Regions from separate parts of the Gossypium hirsutum genome. Here region 2 is linked to region 1. A link is a contact called in public Hi-C data. All regions are on one chromosome and are shown on one strand. Each heading gives the region's core, a stretch centred on a gene start, on an enhancer-like site or on the middle of the called end of the contact. The rest is flanking DNA. Distances are from core to core; before and after follow the strand shown. Region 1 holds the start of LOC107901956 (ATP synthase gamma chain, chloroplastic). Region 2 holds the start of LOC107900589 (L-ascorbate oxidase homolog).

Region 1 (7,169 bases), core at 3,058-5,557:
TTGTGGTCCCGAAACCACTATTTTCGACACCATTGAAAAACAGGCTATTACAAATTTTAGTTTTTTTTTAGAAAATTTAAGATTATTATGAATTTTATAGTATTTTTTACTTAAAAAATTCAAAATTCCTTAAAAATATTAAAATTTTCATAAAAAATAAAAAACAAAAATTCCTAAAATTTTAAAAAAACCATAAATTTTTTAAAAAATTTCATAAGAATTCTAAAAATTTCTAAAACCTAAAATTCCAAACAAACTAGTATAAAATAAAAAGGCAGAGAATAAAGAACAAAGAACATAAGAGAGAAAAAAGAGAGCGTATTTTATTGATTAATCGAAATATTTACAAAACTTCTCCAAACTCTCTATTTATAGACGTAAGAAGTATAAATGAAGTAGATATCTACTTTTAATGACTATTAGAATTTAAAGTACATCAAAACTCATCTTGATCTTGATGGACATTTACTTAATAAGATATTCATAACACAAACATATTTTTTAGATTTTATAATTTTTTAATTTTTTTTGAAGTTTTACTTATAATTTTTAGATGTTATTTTTGATAATTTTCAAAAAATAAAAATAAAAATAAAATAAAAAATCCCCAAAATATTAAAATTCAGGAAATTATTAAAAATAAGAAAAAATAATTATCTATTTGAAAATAATCATATATATAATTAAAATTACAAGTATGTGAAACTTCAAAAAAAATCATAAAATTAAAATAAATCCATTTGTTTTGAATTTAAGGTTTTTATAAAATGTTAGAATTTTATGAAAAATTTTAAAAATTTATGTATTGTTTTGAGAGAATTTTATGAAAATTTTAAAAATTTATGTATTGTTTTGAGAAAATTTAGGGTTTTTTTTTTGTATTTTTATGATTTTTTTTGATATTTTAAAAGGAATTTTAAGTTTTCTTAAGTAAAAAATACCATAAAATTCTAAAAAAAATTCATAATATTCTAAAAACTTTAAAAGCATAAAATTCCCAATAAATATATATTATTAATTTTATGAACTTTTTTTATGTTTTGCATGCTTATAATTTAAATTTTTTAATAATAGATTATTTTTTTAGTTTTTTATAATTTATGAGTTTTAAGGATTTTTGGGTGTTGAATTTTTAATGATTTTTTTCGTTTTTATAATTTTAGAAATTTTATGTATTTTTTCCCCTTAACACGTGGTAGTGTTTCATTGGTTGGTTTAATTTTTAACAAAAATTTGGGTGGGTAACAGGGATTAAGAGCAGGGGCCAAACTGATAACAAAAATAAAGTATAAGGGTCAAATTGATAAAAATAGTACAGGTACTAAAATGATAATTTAGCTATAGTACAAGGGCCAAAAGTGGTATTAAGCCGAAAAACAAAGTTTATTTCTAGCCCAACTGGCAGATGATATTTTCTTTGCATCTTGTTTGATTTTTAAAGTGGCCAACGAGAAAGTTAACCCCATAAATCTATCCCAGTATAAGGTTGATCAAGCCCAGCAAAAAGGGAAAATATTAGTGGACAAAATTAAAGCCCAGGAATAACAAACAACCCATGATTGCAATGCCCATGAGCGATATCATGAGTTGCCGACATTGGAGCCGGTGGCAACCGGAAAGTTAAAAACATTTCACCGTTTTTGTTTGCACTAATCTTAGCAGTCACTTTTATATTTTCTTTACACCTAAGATCGTCGGCAGTCGTTCTTCAAGACACACTCCGTTGGAGCTGCTTAGAAGCTAGTAGTATTGTTGTAAGCTTAGTTCATCTCTTTCTTTGCCGTGTTTCATTTTTAGACTGCAACTTTCTCTTCTTTCCCCCTCTCTTGTAAGTTAAGCAGATTTTATGTTGCTATAGTGATTTGGGTTTTCTTTTTCCGTTTTATTCTTTTTTACAGAAAGAAGTGTTGCTTTTGATGAATTGGGTATCGATATTTCTATGGTTTTTGCTCTTTTTGTCCAAAGAAGTTGCTTTTTCAACCGAGGATTGCATTTAGGTAAGCAATTCTCTTGCCCAAATAGTGAAGACATTGTATTCAGAGCGATTTGTGTTAATTTAAAGCATAGAAGATGGAAATTCTTGGATCAAGTGTTCCCAAGTCTTACAAATGCATTGGTGAGTCGTGTTGTTGGCGAGTTTCAGAACTCACCTCAGTTAGCCTTGGAATTTTACGATTGGTTTGGGGAGAAAAAAGGGTTCCCACTCTCATTGACATCGCGTTGTGCTCTAATTCATGTGTTGGTCAAGTCGAGGCGATTCGATGATGCATTGTCTATAATGGAGAAATTAATACATGTAGATGGAATGACCCCAATGGAAGTTTTGGATGGTTTGTTGGATAGTTATGAAATTTGTAAGTCATGTCCAGCCGTCTTTGATGCATTGGTTAGAGCTTGCACTCGATGTGGTGCAACCGAAGGTGCTTACTTAGTTATTAAGAAGTTGAGAATGGAGGGCCGTCTTGTTACTATTCATGCTTGGAATAATTTTTTGAGTCAACTATTGAAGTTAAATGAAATTGTTAGATTTTGGAACATGTATAAGGAAATAATTTCTTACGGGTATATTGAGAATTTGAATACTTTTAACTTGGTTGTATATGCTCTTTGTAAGGAATGTAAATTGCTAGAAGCTATTTCAACATTTTATCGGATGTTGAAGAGTGGGATCCTGCCTAATATTGTTACTTTCAACATGATAATAGATGGAGCTTGTAGGGTGGGTGGCATAGAGCTTGCTTTGAAGCTAGTTGAAAAGATGGGAGTAATGTCAGAGAACTTTGTTTCGCCCAACACCGTAACTTATAATTCTATCATTAACGGGTTTTGCAAATTAGGTAAAGTTGCGTTTGCAGAAGAAGTCCTTAATGATATGATTAAGGCAGGTGTCAAGCCTGATGTAAGGTCTTATGCAGCAATGATAGATGGTTATGCACGAGGAGGGTGTTTGGAGGAGGCATTAAGATTGTGTGATGAAATGGTGGAAAGGGGCTTGATGCCTAATACAGTTGTTTATAATTCAATCCTCCATTGGCTTTACTCAGAAGGTGATATCGGGGGATCTTCTTTAGTATTATCGGACATGATTGACAAGCATGTATTCCCTGATCAATTCACCTACTCTACTCTTATACAGGGGCTTTGCAGAAATGGATATGTGATGCAAGCTTTTAAATTTCATTGCCAGATTATGGAAAAGAATGTCATTGAAGACACATTCTCACACAATATTCTCATCAATTACCTTTGTAAAAGCAATGATTTATCAGGAGCCATGCAACTTGTGGGTAGCATGTTCATCCGTGGTTTAATTCCAGACTTGGTCACCTATGGTGCTTTAATTGATGGGTATTGCAAGGAAGGGAAACTAGGAAGTGCTGTTTGGGTCTACGAAAAGATGAAGGTGGAGAAAAAGCCCAACATAGTGATATATAACTCTATTCTTAATGGATTGTGCAAGGAGATGTCAATGGATGCTGCAAGACGGATGATAGATTCATTAAAGAGTCTGGGTTTACCTGATGCTATAACATATAATACTCTCATTAACGGTTATTGCAGCTGTGGTAATATGGACGAGGCATTTTCTCTGTTAATGGAGATGCGAAAGGTAGGGAGGTTTGTAAACACAGTAACTTACAATACATTGATAAACTTTCTTTGCAAGTGTGGGTGCATTCAACAAGCAAAAGAACTAACGAAGAGAATGGTTCTAGAGGGCCTGATTCCTGATTTTATAACATACGCGATGCTCATTACATGTTCTGCTAAGAATTGTAGCGCAGATGAAGTTATTGAATTGCATGACTCCATGGTGCTTAACGGAGTGGTTCCTTACCGACAGACGTATCAAGCTATTGTCAGACCCCTCCTTGGGGAAGAAAATGAGGAGACAAGAGTTTAGTTTTTATATTTTCTTACTCATGTTAGTTCAGTTGCCTTTGATTTTTCCCCCCCTTCATTCTTATTCATTGTCATCAGATAACGAACAACTGAGAACTTTTTCTTTATGTCAAATAAATATAGGGATTTCGCCTATGGTGTGGATTGTAGCCAATTATGCAGCTGTCGAACACGACAGGTTGCTAATTTATGCCATTGTATGTATTATTAAGTGAAATTTTCTACTCGAAAAACAGTTTTAGGAAAAGATGATGTTATGATGATTGTTTCTGTTTTGTTTATAAGTTGGATATGCATTCAGGGGCCTGGAAGTTCTTGAATTGGCCTGTTCTTTCCTTTCTCATTACCTAGAGCTCTAAATCTCATAGGTTCAAAGGAGTAGACATTGACAGTTAAAAGCTCTTGCAACACTGATCTAGGAAGATGATGGAGCATTTCGGTTCTGATGCAAGATGTTTCGACCTGTTAAATTGGAATTGATCTTCTGCATAATTTTGACTAATGATGTATCGGTCCATGAATGTGTGGCCTTGAAATTTCATCATCTTTTTTGTTCCTTTTTTTTTCCTCATTTCTTATTGTTACAGGGTATAAAACACCAGCAATATGTCGAAGGCAACGCATTTGTTTTCTGAAATGTAATCTTTTGATTATTTTGTATGGAAGTATGATAGACATTCAAATCATAAAGCTCTTTTGACCTGTTCTCCAACCATTTTTACAGAAAATCAGTTTTTTTGCAACATAAAGTCTATGGCTTTTCTTATCAGGTACAAACCTTTTCCACACATATTTCCTGGAAATTAACACAAGTAAATATTGTAAGTATGGTTGAAAAGTATCAAAATTCATGGAGTGGCATATACCTTTCAGAATAGGGAACCTATCAAGTTAAGATCCAAGAAGCAACCATTAGGAGGTTGCCACTTCAAAAAGGCCCCATCAAGATGTAATGGTGAAAAATCAATGGACCAAAATTTCAAAATCCTTATCCCAAAACCTCATCCATTCCCTCCCTCTCACTTCCACACATTCCCTCTGATTTCCTCCATACCAGAAACTACTCTCCAACACACAAAAGGATAAGACTTGATAAAAATCAAAATACAAAAGCAAGCCATTGTAGGAAAAAGCTCTTTCTCTTGCTCTCTTTAGAGTAAATTTCTTTTGCAATCCTTTGTAGAGCTCCGGGATCCATTGTCACCATGTCTTGCTCAAATCTGACAATGTGGGTGTCCTCAAAACCCTCTCTTTCTGACACTTCTTCACTCTCTTTCCGTTCTTTCATCAGCCCTTTTCAGCTCCCATCTCAGAGCTCAACCCCCGGTAACCCTTCCAGGTCCTCATCTGTAACCCCAGTTCACTGTGGTCTTCGTGAGCTTAGAGACCGTATTGATTCAGTAAAGAACACGCAGAAGATCACTGAAGCCATGAAACTTGTGGCTGCTGCTAAAGTTAGGAGAGCACAAGAAGCTGTTGTCAATGGCAGACCTTTCTCTGAGTCCCTGGTTGAAGTTCTTTACAACATCAATGAACAGCTCCAGACTGAAGACATAGATGCTCCTCTCACAAACGTCAGGCCTGTCAAAAAAGTTGCTTTGGTTGTTGTTACTGGTGATCGTGGTCTCTGTGGAGGTTTTAACAATGCTATCATCAAGAAAGCTGAAGCTAGAATTGCAGAATTGAAGCAGCTTGGACTTGATTATACAATAATCAGTGTGGGGAAAAAGGGTAATTCATATTTCATCCGCAGGCCCTACATCCCAGTGGACAAATTCCTAGATGGTAGCTCACTCCCTACAGCTAAAGAAGCTCAGGCAATTGCTGATGATGTTTTTTCACTCTTTGTTAGTGAAGAAGTCGATAAAGTGGAGCTTTTGTACACCAAATTCGTATCCTTGGTTAAGTCTGATCCTGTGATTCATACTTTGCTTCCACTGTCACCAAAGGGTGAAATCTGTGATGTAAATGGTGTTTGTGTTGATGCTGCTGAGGATGAGTTCTTCAGATTGACAACCAGGGAAGGGAAACTGACGGTGGAGAGAGAAGTTATGAGGACTCAGACAGCTGATTTCTCTCCCATTTTGCAGTTTGAGCAGGACCCAGTTCAGATTCTTGATGCTTTGTTGCCTCTTTATCTCAACAGCCAGGTTCTGAGGGCTTTGCAGGAATCACTAGCCAGTGAGCTTGCAGCTAGGATGAGTGCCATGAGCAATGCTACTGATAATGCCCAGGAACTGAAAAAGACCTTGTCTATCGTCTACAACCGGCAGCGTCAAGCGAAAATCACCGGAGAGATATTGGAGATTGTTGCTGGTGCCAATGCTTTGGTCTAATGAACTTGAAACCTGTTTCACCATCAATTATGTTCCCTTGTAGGTATTAAAAAGAATTATTAAATTATGAGTAGTTTCCTTATTCATTCCTATATACTTGTTTAAGAACAGGCATGCTGATATGTTTTTTTTTTTGCATTGTAATTCTCGAATGCTTATGAACTCTTTGCACAGTGGGAACCGCAATGTCTTTTGGAGTTGAAAAATAAGAGCATTTACCCATCTTTGTATGTTATTTGCCCCTTACATGTATAATACTTGTCTGGTCACCGTCGAAGATCGAGTTTCGCATGCTCCAGTTGCCTTTGATATATTGCAAGCAAGAATAATTTTCTTTCTTGAATTTAAACCGTGAGAGATTCAATAGGCTTCATTCATTAGAGCTGCTTCTTTCATGCAGGTTCATTTGATTCCCTGCAGCTTTTGGTTACTTAATCTTATCATCTGTTTCTTTGGACAATTAAAAGGGTTTAGATGAAACCAAGATATCAATTTGCTTCATTACATTTACACCATTGCTTATATTAGATTCTTGGCTTTATAAGTTAGTCTTTAAGGAGTCTTTTAAGGCCGGATTCGTGAATTGGCGGCCGAGTACGGACCACATCCGAAGTTTCGGTTACAAAATATGGTGAATCTAAGTTAATTTACTGGCAATTTAGCTGCCTAATAAAATCGAAATGATATGCAGATTTATATATCAGACAAAAGGAGCAAAATACCAAACACAGAATCCTGCATAAAGCATATATGCCAACTAGTTGGAAAGCTAACCATATGAATGTGTTTGAGCATCACTCCTATTTAGATTAATTGTTGTTTAAGGTCGAAACTAAGTGTGATTAGTGGTCAAGCCCAAGTTCATTTCTAGTCAAAGTTGATGTTGGATTTTTAAAGGTCCAAAAGATTCAAACTCCACCTGAGTTCAAG
Region 2 (7,169 bases), core at 1,401-3,900, 270 kb after region 1:
ATTAATACGCGATTTAGATCAAATGAAGTAAAGAACAACTAAAAAGTGAGTTCATGTTTGGATACAATCAACTTGATTGCTACGGAAAGAAAAAAAAAAGCACCACGAAATAGTTCATAGCTTCAAGGTGATGCATTTTGCAGGTGCATATAAAATTTGCAATTCAAGAAAAAAGAGTCATGTTGGAGATGATGGGGAGGGCCATCAACATCAGAGCCATTAAGAGACTTAGAGGGCCATGCCGCCCAAGGTTTAAGACTTTCTAATTTTTCTTCATATTATGTATTAAAAATATGAAAAGATTAAGCTAAATTTGAGAGTAAAAAATTCGAATTTCTACCGTTTCTTTCATTTTTTCATCTTGTCTTATTTTCTTGACTATTGCAGAGTTAATACAAATTTTGAGCTTACCGTTTATATACTGGCATTTTCATCGGTTAAATGATATATCCTCAACCTACCAGTGTGTTATTTTTTAATGAAAAAGAGGTATTTAGATGTCTCGATAGTTTATTAGTAGAATTTGGAAAATCAATTTGCACCTAAAAGTTTAATATTTTTTAGATGCTAGTTACTTATATGCTTTTTTTTCATTTATTTATTTGCTTTTTAGCCATATGTATGACTTGTTCCGCTTTCTTTCACTTGTTTTCGATGAAGTCTTCTCATTTTTTTTAATTCTTATTGTTACAGGATATTTCAGTTATTTTAATTTTTTTATAATTTTATAAAATTAAATTTCAGGATTGCAAAAAATGAAAAAGTAAAACAATTGATATTTTTTTAAAGAGAAAAAGTAATGATACTTGTAATGCTAGTCAACCAAACAGTGAATCGAACCGAATCGAAATTTATATAGCTTTTTGTTAAAATAAGCATAAAATATGTCAAAATAAATAAATTTATAATGTTTATTTAACCGAATTAACCGAACTAGTAATAGCCTAATACATATAATACATAATATTATTTATTAAGTTCAGTTAATTCGGTTAATTATTCGATTTTAAACTGAATTAACGGTTAATTAAAATTTTTAAAAAATTTTAACTGAACGATTAACTGAATTAGATCAATTCGGTCTATAAATTACTATTTTCACCCCAACCATTGAATTTTAGCTAGGTCTCCGTGATTAGGATACAGGGTCCGCCACTGATTTTAAAGCATATATTATAAGCTCAGCAAATTAAGCAAGATTATAACATAGAATATAAACCTCATTAAGATTAAATAAAATAAAAAGTTGGAGAAAGACGATACTCTGTTTTTGAAAACTAAAACAGAGCAACTTTTGCGCATTATTTATAGCAAACTTGACACCATCTTGAGCATCCAGATTTTAACATGCGTTGCAAATAAATCAAAAAAACTATTTTAAACTAACTATAGAAAAATCACTAATTCTAATCCAAAGTTAAAAAAAATACTAGGTGAGGCAGTAATCAATTTAAACAATTAAGTAATTAAATTTACTCTTTTTTTAGAAACTATTGTATGAACTGCGAAGAATGACAAATAGTGATAACTTAGAGTCAGAGTCTGATATTTTTTTTCACATGCTTTTCCAGTCTTTTAAATAAATTTTTATTTCATGAATTACGAGAGGAAAATAAATTCTTAACAAAATGCGATTTGGACCCAATCACACCGAACACCCTAATCTTCTGTACAAATATATAACCACTCCTCGTCTGCTTCTGCATGACCGCGCATCTTTTGAAGCCATCTCTCACCATCTCCATTACCACTTTGGACTTTCGATGGGGAGCCGGGTTTATTTTCTGTAAGACGCATTCATTAACTTTTTTCTACTTCCTTTAAGCCTTAATATCCATTTCTCTCCTCATATAGATGTTAAGTGCATGGACATTATCTCCGTTTTCAATAAAGGACAGTATAATCCCGGAGCTTTTACATATTGTTTGGTTTCCCCAATCCCTGTAGGTGCACCAAAGCTATGGGGTGATCTAATTCAACTGCAGTGGCCTCGCCTCATTGTTGGATCTTATGCTTTGCCATTTGTTGATTAAAGAATACCACCCATCAACATTCTGCAACTGCAATAATAGTGAACCACTCTCAAAGCAGCCAACCTGGCCGTTGGATGGAACCCCGTGATATAGTTCTATTTCTTCCTAGGTTGTCACCATGTGAAAGGTATTGGATGTTTCAACCATTTTTCTCGCCGTATTGTTCGCCGATATATTTTATTCATCACAGAGTATTGCACGAAGTAATCTAAACATGAAAGTTCTTTAATCTAATAATGGTTCTTTCTTTGACCATTTTCTCCAGTCTGTTAATGGTGCCATTGCAATGGAAAATGGAAGACGGCATCAGTATCAAAACACAACAGTCTTGTTCGCTACCAAATTCGGACAATGGGCACATGAACTTAGGCAAGTCCAAGCTTTGCACGTGATTGGGGTTGATTCCTGTCTTGTTGCTTAGACTTGACAGCCTTTACTAACAATGTTCCATATATCACAAGCTCGTTTTATCAGTTCTGAAGGGGCTAATATCAAGCGGCTACTGACGGTCCCACCATATGAACTCGACCCATGTGATGCTAAATAGGGACATGATTAAGCTGGGACCACCGCTTCTCACTAGATTCAATTGCATTCAATTGGAACCCATTGACAGCTATTATGCAATGTGATCTTATAAAAAAAACGCTTTTTTTCACTTGCATACAAAACAGACCTCTGCTTTTGCCTCCATACTCATTCTAATAACCCCGAATAAACTGAGGGAAAGAAAGATTTAAAAAGGATACAACAATGGTGCCTTAAACTTTTTATAGATCTGTGTTTTATCTAACACTTTGCAAAAACAGGATTCCTGTTTTTTTCCTGTTTTTCTTTTGTATCCTAAAGTAAGTAAACGAAGTCAACAAAATGGGAGACAGCAAGCTTATCCTTTGTTGCTTCATTGCTTGCATTTTGTTCCTCGGCGTTAATGGAGAAAACCCTTATCGTTATATCACTTGGAAAGTCACCTACGGTGATATTTACCCTCTTGGAGTTAAGCAACAGGTACTTTCTTTCTTCTTTTCTGGGCTTCTTTTTTTGGTTTCTAAAAGCTACTAGTTTAGCAAGTGTTTGAGTAATGGATTGGAATGTGGAAAAACTGTATTGCAGGGGATCTTAATAAATGGGCAGTTTCCAGGGCCTCATATCGATGCAGTTACTAATGACAACTTGATTATCAGTGTTTATAACTACTTAAATGAACCATTCCTTATCTCTTGGTAATCATGCTAACATTCCTTTATTTATGCTTACTTTTTGTTCATCATTTACTTAATGTTGGTTCGGAAGACAAGGTTAAAGTAGAAAAGAACAAAGGAAAGTACATATAAAATCTTGAAAGCTTAGCATTAGCTCAAAATGCAGCTTTCATTTTAAGATAATGTGTGCTCTTTTGGTTTCATCATTGTATATAGTTAGATAACTACAGCTTAGTGGGAAAGTTTTTGAGTTTCTTAGATCTGAAGGTAAATGCTTGAACAGTAGACAATTTTTCCATCGGTAGACATTTGCATTTATGACTACTATTTTTAGTAAGATCTCAACTAATGCTAAATTTGATAACAAGGAAAACCTTATAAGCTACTTCTCAATTTGGTACGTGAGTATATCCCTAGTTTTTATCCTTGATCCTTTATACTTCTCAATTTGTTGGTTCTTATTTCATAGACTATCTTGCAGGGGCAGAATCAGAACAAAATTTTAGGGTTCGAAATTAAATTGTCATTTTTACGATAGTAAAAATGCAATTTAACCATTTTAATAGCCTATATCTTTATAACTTTTAAATGATTAAATCAAATTTTTTATTTTTAAGAGGGGCAAAGTGCAATTTTATGTTTACTAATTTAAAATTTTAAAAATTGTAAAGGCTCTAAATGAAAAATTTTCCATTTTAGGGACCGGCCTCTTAGTTACGCCCCTACTATCTTGGAAAGACCCTAACAATATGGTTCATTTTCATGGTTAAATGATTATTAAATCCAAGTTTTATAACGAATAACTCTTTCATGGACTCAATGGGTTAATAGTTTTATGATAATTCAGTTAGTGCATCTGCTGCATCTAACATCTGTGGAGATTCATGTTTAAAATATTAAAAGATGAATAAAAATAATTAACAATGTCTGCCTAGTTACGGCAGAGCTGGTTGCAGTAAATTATTTAAATGCATGTGCTTGCCTATAGAATAATAAAAGATGTGTCCTTAATTATGTTTACCAGGACGGTATCAGACCTCGGGTTTAGGCCTAGTTTTAATTAAAGCTGTGAATTATACAAATTACTTTAATAAAGCTTGGGAACTTTGCATATTATTGATCATTCAAAAGGTTTATTTTGTACTTTCCATAGTTTATGTTGTACTTATTAGTGACTGATCCAATTATCCATTATCTACCTGTTTGGTATGCATGTACTTAAATGTTTATGAAATAAATTGAAACGGCTTTTGGATGTCGCAATTGATGTGAAATTTGACAGTCATCTCCTGTTTTTTGGGTCTGCAGGAACGGTGTGCAGCAAAGGAGGAACTCATGGCAGGATGGAGTTTCTGGCACAAACTGTCCAATTCGACCAGGGAAAAACTTCACTTACGTTCTCCAAGTGAAAGATCAGATTGGTAGCTTTTACTACTTCCCATCACTTTTATTCCATAAGGCTGCCGGCGGGTACGGTGCTATCAGAATCTGGAGCCGCCCCAAGATCCCTGTACCTTTCCCTAGTCCTGCTGGGGATTTCACTGTACTGGCTGGGGACTGGTATAAGACAAATCACTATGTAAGAATTCTGTTTCTGCATCTGTTATAATAACATGATATACCATATAAGTAGGGGGCTGGAGCTGTAATCAATGTTCTACACACCGACTAATCCCTCATTGTTTCTTAAGGTATTGAGACGTCTCTTGGACAGTGGTCATAACCTTCCCTTCCCCGATGGACTTCTCATCAATGGTCGAGGGTGGAATGGATACACATTCACTGTTGATCCAGGTGAGCAATAGCCAACTTGCTAGTCTCTGTCCCATCCGTTGCTCGAATCTGTTGTTTGTTCAATAAACCTGATCAATACTGTTTTATGCAGTTCATGGATATGTTTAGGCCATTCTCGCTTAACCTTAGCTTTTAAATTTTACGCAATGCGAGTTGTTTGTGACATGGGACATTGTTTTTGAACTCAGGTAGGACATACCGGTTTAGGGTATCGAATGTTGGGCTCACAACTTCAATTAACTTCAGGATCCAGGGGCACAACCTGAAACTGATAGAAGTTGAAGGATCACATACGCTTCAGAACACCTACACTTCTTTCGATATCCATCTTGGGCAGTCATGTTCTTTCTTGGTAACTGCTGATCAGATTCCACAGGATTACTATGTTGTTGCCTCTACACGCTTCACTCGTCGTGTGCTCACAACAACTGCCGTTCTTCACTACAGCAATTCGAAAAGGGGAGTTTCTGGTCCAGTGCCTGGGGCTCCCACTATACAAATTGCTCCATCAGTCATGCAGGCCAGATCGATACGGTACTTATCTTATGGAACTCTTTTCAGAAGCTAATAATTGAAACCATTTAAAAGTGGCTATCAAGCTGATAGTTTTTCTTCTACCAGTTGGAACCTAACAGCTAGTGGACCTAGACCTAATCCCAAGGCTCTTACCATTATGGATTGATCACTCCAAGCCGCACTATCATGCTCTCAAACTCTGCACCTTATATTAATGGAAAGCAGAGGTATGCTGTCAATGGTGTCTCATATGTTCCAGCGGATACTCCATTAAAAATTGCAGATTACTTCAAGATTCCCGGAGTCTTCAATCTTGGAAGCATTCCTACTTGGCCCCCTTCAGGAAATAATGCCTACTTTCAGACCTCTGTCATGGCAGCCAACTTCCGAGAATATGTTGAGATTGTATTTCAAAATTGGGAGGACACTGTGCAGTCATGGCATATTGATGGCTATTCCTTCTTTGTTGTAGGGTAAGGTTTTCAATACTAATGCTCTAGGTTCGATTTTCTATGTAAGGATCCGATTCACGTGTTTAAAATGTTGGTTGATCAGGATGAATGGAGGTCAATGGACACCTGCTAGTCGATCAAGCTACAATTTGAGAGACACGGTAGCCCGCTGCACCACTCAGGTATTGCTGTTATTCCGTCAATGCGCATGAGATGTGATCAATTATAGAGATTGTAGGAGCACCAGTTCTAAGTCTAGATATTTTTTGGAGCAAATGCAGGTGTATCCCAGGTCATGGACTGCAATCTACATGGCTTTAGACAACGTGGGAATGTGGAATATACGGTCCGAGAACTGGGCCAGGCAATATTTAGGCCAGCAGTGTTATCTCAGGGTTTACTCCCCTGCAAATTCATGGAGAGATGAATTACCAATCCCGAAGAACGCCCTTCTCTGTGGCCGGGCTAGAGGTCGCCATACAAGGCCTTTCTGAATTAGCTAACAAGAATAATAATGTCACGAGAGGGTGACATGTCGCAAGCTTGGAAATATGAAGAGCAAAATTAGATTGTTAATTGCGGATTATTAGAGGTCAACTTGAGCTTTTTGAACCAATTTCTTTCTTGGCCTTGTGTTCCTAGAACAACTTTGTTGTTTTTATGATAACAGGATTGGCATTCAATTTATATATATTATGATAAATTAATCGTCCCTTATCGAATAATTGAAACCTCTGCTTTAGACTTTGAGTCTCCTTGATTCAGACAAAGCTTACGACATCAAGAAACACTTGTCCATGATTCTGGCAAATTCCATCAAGAGGAATATTCCTCAATTTGAAACCGTCTCCTTTAAGTTGCAATTCTTCAAACCCCCAGTTAGAGGTGCCACAAACCGACAGAAGTAGTTTCAACCATTGTTGGCAATCGAGATTGCTCACCACACCCATAGCTTAACAATGTGAGCATCAATGGTGACGTTTTAGGCATTGGACGTGGCCACTGCATGAGAAACAAAAGCCAGCTGGGAAAAGAAAAAAAAGAAAGCTTGCGTAGCCACCCCCACACACGTTATCGGCTTATTGTTGATTGTTGAAATCATCACTCGATCGGTTAGTGTGAACATTGGCATGTTCTTACATATATGAAACTGTCCATGTTTTAGTGTTTGA

The links. Hi-C and Micro-C count contacts between places; a contact is called where the count stands out from the background.
Region 2: a contact with region 1 is called in a Hi-C map of leaf, with 2.0 times the contacts expected there. The contact joins the promoter of LOC107900589 here to the promoter of LOC107901956 in region 1. A contact is called at or near these places in 4 of 34 Hi-C or Micro-C datasets (callus and leaf).

Annotation. Positions count from the first base shown.
Region 1 is chrD06:56,591,558-56,598,726 of Gossypium_hirsutum_v2.1, forward strand. LOC107901956 (ATP synthase gamma chain, chloroplastic) reads left to right here and starts at 4,308. Exons shown (of 2, transcript XM_016828144.2): 1 at 4,308-6,282; 2 at 6,414-6,474. The coding sequence starts at 5,109. The coding sequence ends at 6,239. It overlaps LOC107901955 (pentatricopeptide repeat-containing protein At1g11710, mitochondrial), which reads left to right and starts at 1,419. Exons shown (of 2, transcript XM_016828143.2): 1 at 1,419-1,754; 2 at 1,899-4,150. The coding sequence starts at 1,940. The coding sequence ends at 3,904.
Region 2 is chrD06:56,858,923-56,866,091 of Gossypium_hirsutum_v2.1, forward strand. LOC107900589 (L-ascorbate oxidase homolog) reads left to right here and starts at 2,651. Exons shown (of 9, transcript XM_016826245.2): 1 at 2,651-3,041; 2 at 3,147-3,256; 3 at 4,544-4,814; 4 at 4,927-5,029; 5 at 5,218-5,563; 6 at 5,651-5,685; 7 at 5,688-6,018; 8 at 6,101-6,179; 9 at 6,279-6,684. The coding sequence starts at 2,904. The coding sequence ends at 6,491.